Regions from separate parts of the Capsicum annuum genome. Here region 1 is linked to region 2. Evidence: chromatin contacts called from public Hi-C data. All regions are on one chromosome and are shown on one strand. The core of a region is the stretch at or near the end of the contact, and the rest is flanking DNA. Distances in the headings are between cores, read along the strand shown. Region 1 overlaps LOC107856685 (probable magnesium transporter NIPA1). Region 2 holds the start of LOC107854596 (mitochondrial fission 1 protein A).

Region 1 (4,504 bases), core at 673-3,172, 52 kb after region 2:
TAAAAAAAAATCAATAACAACAATAAAATAGTGCAATAACTAAAAACACGATAAAAATTGATGATAATATATATCAAGAAACTACACAAATAAGGCAAACTTAATGAATGCACTAAAAGATGAAGCCAAAATAAATAGAAGAAGCTAAAAAGACCTCTGCCTCTTACTTATATATCTACCAGTTTAGGTGTACGCGCCTTGCGCATGTACCTCATTTTAATAACTTCAAACATTAAACTAAATAGAATATTTGTTTAAATAATAAAGATGAATATAATAATTAAATTTAATATCTTTTGCCCCTTATTAAAAGACTATACAATGGATAAAATTATCTTTTCACTATTTTCTCAAATTTTTAGTTAATTATTTTAATAATATTAACTATAATATTGAATCCTAAAATATATATGAGAAAAAATTAAGAGTCCTAAAATATATAGCAATAAGAAAATACCACGGTTAGAAGAATTAGACAAAAAAAACTACTAAACTCCTAAATTTTAGGAATCATACGTGTATATGATTTTTTTACTTTTTTTTAAAAAAAAATAAGACAATGAAGCATGTTTTGTACTTATTAAATAAAAAATAAGCAAAAGTCTAAAAAAAACCATAACTGAAAAAAACGTACAGTATGTCTACTTGTAGTAACTTATTGTTTTTATTAAATAAAAAATAAGCAAAAGTCTAAAAAAAAACATAACTGAAAAAAACGTACAGTATGTCTACTTGTAGTAACTTATTGTTTTTGAAATTCTTACTCTTCTAAAATTGGTAATTATTTATTGTGTGGGGGTGAGAGAATATAAATCTACCATATTTAGATAAGTTAAAAACGTTTTACACTTCTATAAATTAAGAATCCTTCTACAATAATAGAAAAAATACACCATAACACCCCTGAACTTATCGCTAAAACTTACTTTAGATCCTAAACTATACGGGTAATTATATACCCCCTTAATAACTTTCAATTGAATTTTTACCACCCTAACTGCTGACATGACAAATTTTTAAAAAATCAGCTCGTAAATAGCCAAAAATACGTGAAAATAGGTGGGGCCCACCTTTTAAATTTTATATATATATATATATATATATATATATATACTAGAATAGTGTATGTGTGTTGCACGTGTATCATGCATTTTGTATATATACAAAATAAATACGATATATCTCTCCTACCATATGAAAAAATGTTAAATTATTTGTTTTATTTGTATCATACAGTTATTTGACATTGTGAGATATTGTATAGATATTCAGGGGAAGAAATACGCCAAGGTATATGATATTATGATGTACATTCAAGATTCAATTTCATTGAATATGTAATAAAAATGGAATAAATTGTTCTTAAGAAATATATTTTAATTTATTGATGAAGACAATATTATCTCCTATTTAATAGATGTTAAATTTGTTAAGCATTATTTTCTTTCATCATTTATAAATTGATCATAAAAAAATTTATTTTAAATCATAAAATATCATTCCCAAAATTCTTTTCAATTTTTTTTTCATAAAATTATGTGATGACTTGATTAATGGAAAGAATATTTTAATACATTTTACATATTTTCAATAAATTAAGGCTAAAAATTTTGAAAGTTATCATCACCTTTTTGAAATTTTGTGTCAAATCAAAATATTCAAATACAAATCAAATATATATATATATGCCACATAAATTAAGATGGAATGAGATGATAATCATAAGATACCGAATAATTATTTTTTCAGTCAAAGTATACAAATAAAAATAAATTCAGATATAACATCAAACAAAATTTAAAGAAGCCCAAGATGAGGCAAAGCAATCTTCTTAGGCCTAAAAATTGACCCAACCCGATTCAGATCATAAAAAATTTGTCCGAATCTTTTTTACTTTTGAAAAGTTGCAAAATGCTTCATTTTTGAACTGTTCTTCACTTTTTGGTAAGTGCAGATACTCTGCAGTTTCTTTGTCTTCACAGTGTTGAGTGTTGATGAGTTAAACTTAAATGTTTATTTTTTATTTTTTATTTTTTATTTTTTATTTTTCTTACTTTCAATTAAATTTTGCCCTTTAAAGAGAAAGTGATATGATTTTAGTGAATTAAAAGTATCAATTTTAAAGACTTGTATCTATCCCTATATGCAGAGTTATCTAACAGTACGAAATTGCTATTGAAGCCAAAAGCTAATGTAAGTGAAAAGGTGACGCTATTAGTTCATTTTTGGTTGAAGAGTGGAAGGATATGACTCTTGCATCTTCTTGGAAAAGAATCAAAAACATAAAGTGGAATTATCTGTCTTCTTGTATCTTCTTGAAAAAGAATCAAAAGCATAAAGTGGGATTATCTGTCTTATACCGAAAATTAAAAAGATCGATGCATGTTAATTTGAGAATTAGAAAATCAAGCATCCATCAATCTAGACATGCAATCGAATCAAGTTAGATGAGCATCAATCATATTCTCCGAATAGACAAACTAATTTGTTCTCTAGCTTAACGTACATCTCAATATTTATAGAAGTATTTCCTTAATAAAGTCCTATTTTAGGGAGTAGTTTTCTATTTGAACAGAAAAATATTAATTAATTCTCCTACCATATATTTTAAGAAGTCTAGTGAATAGAAAAATATTAATTAATTCTCCTACTATATATTTTAGAAAGTCTAGTTAATATAATAAAAATAATTAAATAATAAATTGAAAAAATTAGTGAAAAAAACAGTTTTGTCTAAAAAAAAAATCTTTTAATGAAGAGCAAAAAGTTCAAATTATTTTTCTAAGGGTTCACACTTTTAATATATTGTAGATTATAGATATAAATTATAGATGAATCTAACTTCCATACACTGACAGTGTTAAATTTCTTTTATTTAAATTACATGGGAAATAACTGAAAAATCACTTGAAATAAACCACCCAAAAAAAATAATTATAGTGTTATTGGGAGTCGATCAAACATCCTCTGATCTCAAATTCACTAAAAGAATGAAACATAAACAGAAGACTTTACCCAATACTTCAAAAACTGCTATACAAACAAAACATTTCCAGAGAAAAGAAGAAAACTAAAAAGAATTACTATATCACTCCTAATCACTGCAAAACTACTACCATAAATCACTTGTTTTGAACAGAGAACTCCTATTCAAACCCTCATCACTCAGCTCTGCTACTATAGATATTTTTCAAGCCCCTAACTCAACATTCTGATGCTTAATGATGTACAACAAACCAATATTTGGAACTCCTATAACTATAGACAAACAGTGCAGTTTCAGCAGCGACAACTTTTGATGATTTTCCACCAACATCCTGTGGAATCCTTACCTTGATGCTAAAAATCAGATCAATAGACAGCGAAATTGACATGTTGCAGCTTCGGAGGTTTTCCAAAGGATTATCGATTGCACGCTTCAACTTTCTAACCGCGAATCATGGTTTCTGGTGGCCCATAATAAGAAAGAGTCCTGGACTTCTCTAAAGCTGTCATATTATACCTGGAGATCCTGTCTTCTAGAATCAGCTTCCTCAGAACACAATTCATCTTCTTGTTCATGCTTATGTGATTCCCCGTTTGAATTAAATAGTCGTGTTGATAACGTAGGGGATGAAGGCGTGTAATTACCTGCATTTTTTGTATTAATTTTAAGGCTAGAGAAAGGACCATCAAGTTTTTATAAAAATATTAGGATGATGAAAAGTGCACCTCTGAAAGATGAACTTCTTTCCATGTCTTTGGTAACGTGCAACAAGATGGTTCCAGAGAGCACAACGATGAAACCACATATTTCTGATATAATGCTCCCAACGTTCTGGCCATCCCAGTCCTACATAATGCAGTATAAATAGATCGATAAGCATGGCTTCAAGTTTTGGACAAATAATCGTGGTTTTCTGTCAACATAATTTAGTTTTTGTTAGTATTTCCAAGTCAAGCAAATGTGTGAATGTCCATGGCATTCTAAGGTGTAAAGTTTGGGATAAGTTCCCAAGTAGCGGATTAACTTTATTTGTACTCATCATTTTCCGGAAACAAGCTCAAAATGAAGCAACAAGAAGAAAAAAGGTAGATACTTTACCTTAAACATGATGACACTGGCAACGATTGTTAGTGTTGTGAACATAACATAGTATATGGGAGAGACAACAGCAGTATTGAAGGTATCAAGGGCCTGAAACATGAAAGCAAAAGCAAAAAAAAAAAGGCATAATCGATCTGCTCTATACATCAGTTCACCCCTAGAAACCAGGACTCAGGATTAATAAAAGGACGATGCTATCACACCATTTAAAATTGATATCCTAAAGGAAAGAAATTCAAGAATAACTAATACATTTTCCAGAAAAGGTTGCAAAAACTACCAAAACAAGCGCAAAGCTTTCTTGGAACTCAACAAGATTAAGCTGCAATTATACCCTACAAATTAGGAGGATGCTGAACGAAACATGATCTAGCAACTGCAGTATGTCTGAAAGGTGAAGCAGCTTCTCAAGATTGA
Region 2 (4,364 bases), core at 1,617-4,116:
AATAATTCCATACGAAAAGGTAATTTTATGAGATTTACCAATAAAAACTCTAACAACATTACTAAAGTTTCAGGAAGATTCTTTAATGGAAGTGACTGGAACGAACAAACCATCCTAATCCAATCAGAATCTTCCGCAAACCATGTCAAGGAAAGCATCCTAGGTGGTTTAACCACATATGAAGGTACCCCTTACCTTTATAAAACATTTGAAGGAAACAACTACAGCTATTCAAAGATGGTAAAACTATCAATCCAATTTGAATCAATTAGAATAACTGTTCCTTATTATATTGCCAATCATGAAAATAATTATAATATAATATTAGGAGGAACATTTCCCAACAATTTGGATTGATATAATATTCAAAAAGAAGGAATTGAAATCACCTTTGGAGAAAAAACTTGTTTTATCCCTAAAATCTAAATGTCAAATAAAACCTCTTTTAGAGTAGCAATATTTGTAGAATTTACTACCTACGAAACAAGATTGACATCATGTGATCAGATAGATAATGATTCTGAAGCCAATTTTACCAAATCTTTTTTTATAAAAGAATGGAATACTAATAATGTTAATGCTTCTGTTGTCGGTACTACAGGTGACAGAGAAAAGCTTACACATTAGAAAGAGAATGTGAAAATAATTTTAGGATCTAAAATTGTTTCAATAAAACATGTCTATGCTTATGATAAACTAAAAATTGATTTATTACTTGGAAATGATTTTATCCAACAGTTCCAAGATTATCATCAAACAATTTACATGGTTAGCTTCAAAACTCCGTGTAATCATTTTATTAAAATACCAAGAAAACATAATTCCTATGTTTTGATAAAAGAAAGGGAAATTTTTAATTAAAAAAAATTGAACAACCCAAAAAATTATTCTTGTAAATGTCTTAATCTTGAAAAAATAAAACAAGATTTACAATATTCTTATGGAGAAAATTCATTAGAAAAATGGGACAATAATCATGAAAAACAGTTTTAATTCTTAAAGGTCCTAGTATCATTATAAGAGTTAAACCCCTTCTTTAAAATGAAAAAGATAAAACTGAATTCAAAATTCAGATACAGAAACTTCTTAATCTCAAATTAATAAGAAAAAGCAGAAGTCCATACAGCAGTCCAACATTTATAGTTAGAAATCATGCTGAACAAAAGAGAGGAAAAGCTCGAATGGTAATCTATAATCTATAATATATTAAAAGTGTGAAAACCCTTAAAAAAGTGATTTGAACTTTTTGCCCTTCATTAATAGACTCTTCTTTAGACAAAACTGTCTTTTACTATATTTTTAATATATTATTTAATTATTTTTATTATATTAACTAGACTTTCTAAAATATATAAGACTACTAAAATATATGATAGGAGATTTAATTAATATTTTCCTTTCTATTAGATTTCCTAAAATATATGGGACTCTAAAATATATGGTAGAAGAAATAATTAATATTTTTCTTTCTACTATTCAATTAGAAAAATACTTCTAAAATAAAACTCTATTAAGAAAATACTTCTATAAATATTGAGATGTACGTTAAACTAGAGAGCAAACCGATTTGTCTACTGGAAGAATATGATTGAATCTAACTTGATTCAATTGCATTTCTAGATTGGTGGATGCTTGATTTTCTAACCCTCAACTTCTTCACTGTTTTTGTCAGCATAATAGAATTCAACATGTGTGTATATATATATATATATATCTTCTTTGTTTTCATTCAAAATCATTCTTACGGGTCAAAATTTTCGCTTAGACAAGAATTAATTGGATCAAAATCGAAGCTTTGTGATCACTATTATATTATTTTAATATAGTTTACAGGTCGTAGATGAATATCGGTTGACTTTGAAGAATTTCTTGTGTAAAGGTTATGTTTATTGTATTGTTTTGATATATTTATTATCTTATTTTTTTGTTCTAATTTACAGATGCTAGATGAATGTGGGTCGACTTTGAAAAATTTTTTTAGGTAAAGGTTAGGTTTAATTGTATTATCGTAATATCTCTATTAGTTGGTTATTTTGTGGTAGTTTACAGTTCGTAGATAAATCTCGATCAACTTTGAGAAATTTTTGTGTGTAAAATTTAAGTTTAATTGTGTCGTTTTGATATCACTTTTATCATATCATTTTGTTGCAGTTTACAGGTGATAGATAAATGTTGGTCGACTTTGAGAAATTTTTTTATGTAAAGGTTAGGTTTAGTTGTATTATTTTGATATCTTTATTATTGTATTATTTTGTTATTGTTTACAGGTGGTAGATGATTGTCGGTCGACTTTGAGAAAATTTTTGTGTGTAAAGATTAATTTAATTGTATTATTTTGATGTCTTTATCATTGTATTATTTTGTTGCAATTTACAGATGGTAGATGAATGTCGATCGACTTTTAAAAATATATTTGGTAAAGGTTAGGTTTAATAAATAAATTCTCCATTTTTACATACTCAAAAGATATTACATTTAATTATTATATTCATCTTTATTATTTAAATAAATATATTATTTAGTGTAGTATTTGAACTCATTAAAGTGAGATACACGTGCAAGACGCGTACACCTAAACTAGTAAACTATAAAAAGCTAAACAAAAATTGTGTTTTTGTTGGATATTTTATACCAAACAAAAACAATCTTATTAACCTTGCTAAAGGAAAAACCTACTTTTCAAAATTTAATTGTAAAAGTGATTTTTGGCAAATTAAGTTATTAGAGGAATCGATCCCTCTAACAGCATTTAGCACTCCTAACAGACATTATGAATGGTTAGTATATATATATATATATATATATATATCGAATATCGAATACCAAACGGTATTAATATCTTGTACCAAATCCAATCCAGAATATCGAAATGTTGAAATTTTACTCTCAAATACGAATTATCAAATTTTTTGATTCGATTACTAATTTAATTTTTGACATTTTATGCCCACCCCTAATTACACCTAGCCAAAACACTTTAAACGGCTGCCAAACGACGCCTAAGGTTGTGTTCAAAAATTGATGACAACACTTGCCTCAAAGCCTATATTTCTTGCTTAGAACACTCGTTCTTAAACCCCCATTCAGCACCTTTTGGTTGCGTACAATACCCGCAGCACAACGTACAACTTGAGAAGGCAATGGATTCTAAGATCGGAAATTTCTTCGAGTCAGTCGGACACTTTTTCAGCGGTGGAGATCAGATTCCTTGGTGCGATTCTGATATCGTCACTGTACGTACGCTATTTATCAATTTCTTTTTATTATTTATTTTTGTAATTTGGTTTGGGCAACTTTGGTAACTGTTTGAGTAGCTGTTGATTAGATATATTTAGAAGCTTTTGTGGGTTTTTCAGTGAATTTGCTATTTCATTTCTTTTTTTTATTTTATATTACTGTGTGTCGGGCCAACTCGACTAATTTTCACGGATATTTGCCACCTCCCCACCAGTTACGGATAGTAGGTAACTCACTCTGTCCACCAAAGTTATCTAGGACAGATGGGAAGATGGGGAGAAATAACCTAGTATTTTTTGTCTCGCTGGATTTGCCATTTATTTATTTGTTGTGTATTTGGTGTTTATGTTTACTTTGAATTTGAGAGGAAAAGAGCTAACCCAGAATGGTTTTTTGGAGAATTATGGAATAAACTTATTTAGGTGCATGCTGAAGGATTACCATAGGTGGCCATCGTGTGTTTGAAGTTGGGTGGAGGGAATACAAATGTTTATGGCTGGGTTTTGAATTTGGATGTTGAAATTTGTCTACGGAGGAGATATCAAAACATTTTCAAGTGGCATTTCAAATCAAACCAAAATAAGAGCTCAAAATTAACTTCGCTCTTTTTTTCCTCGAGCAGTATGAATATAGTTTCTATGGATTTGATTTATATACACGAATTGTTTTCATAATTCTTACACCGTAAGTGTAAATTAGTTAGGCCATAGCAAGTGATTTGCCTTCCTTTTTTTTTGCTTTTGTGTTTCTTTTTTCCTGTTTTTACTTTCAATAGCTGGTTTCCAAAGTCTTGGATATTGGTTGGAAAAAAAACCTTAACCAATAGCGAGATATATGTTATGGCCAATTAAAGTACATTACTTGTGATCTCAATCTAAAAGTAACAGAAATAGTAGCTTTAATCAAGAAAGAGCTATATGTTAGAGAAACATAATCACCTGAGAGACGTAAAGCTTCTAGGAATCAGGGCTAAATTTTGTAGTGGTGCTAAATTTAAAAAACTGTAAACTACTTGTTAAAGGTTTATCAGACTAGTCTTACTTTACTTTTTTGAAAGACACTTCCATTTTTAACGACTATTAGAGTTCAGATGTGACTCATGATTTCTGAATACAAACAAGAGGCAT

Evidence for each region. A called contact is a pair of places that touch in the nucleus more often than the background predicts.
Region 1: a contact with region 2 is called in a Hi-C map of leaf, with 2.3 times the contacts expected there. The contact joins the enhancer-like site here to the promoter of LOC107854596 in region 2. A contact is called at or near these places in 2 of 5 Hi-C or Micro-C datasets (leaf and placenta).

The regions. Positions count from the first base shown.
Region 1 is chr11:165,610,814-165,615,317 of UCD10Xv1.1, forward strand. It overlaps LOC107856685 (probable magnesium transporter NIPA1), which reads right to left. Exons shown (of 4, transcript XM_047399053.1): 2 at 4,085-4,177; 3 at 3,712-3,832; 4 at 2,893-3,630. The coding sequence ends at 3,497. Among protein-coding and RNA genes, the nearest start is that of LOC107856685, 11 kb to the right of the region's middle. Within about 2 kb of position 1,923, at least 3 of the 5 cell types and tissues checked have an H3K27ac peak or open chromatin away from gene starts, as enhancers often do. A contact at or near this core is called in leaf, where this site is marked.
Region 2 is chr11:165,557,538-165,561,901 of UCD10Xv1.1, forward strand. It overlaps LOC107854596 (mitochondrial fission 1 protein A), which reads left to right and starts at 2,867. Exons shown (of 5, transcript XM_016699609.2): 1 at 2,867-3,233. The coding sequence starts at 3,141.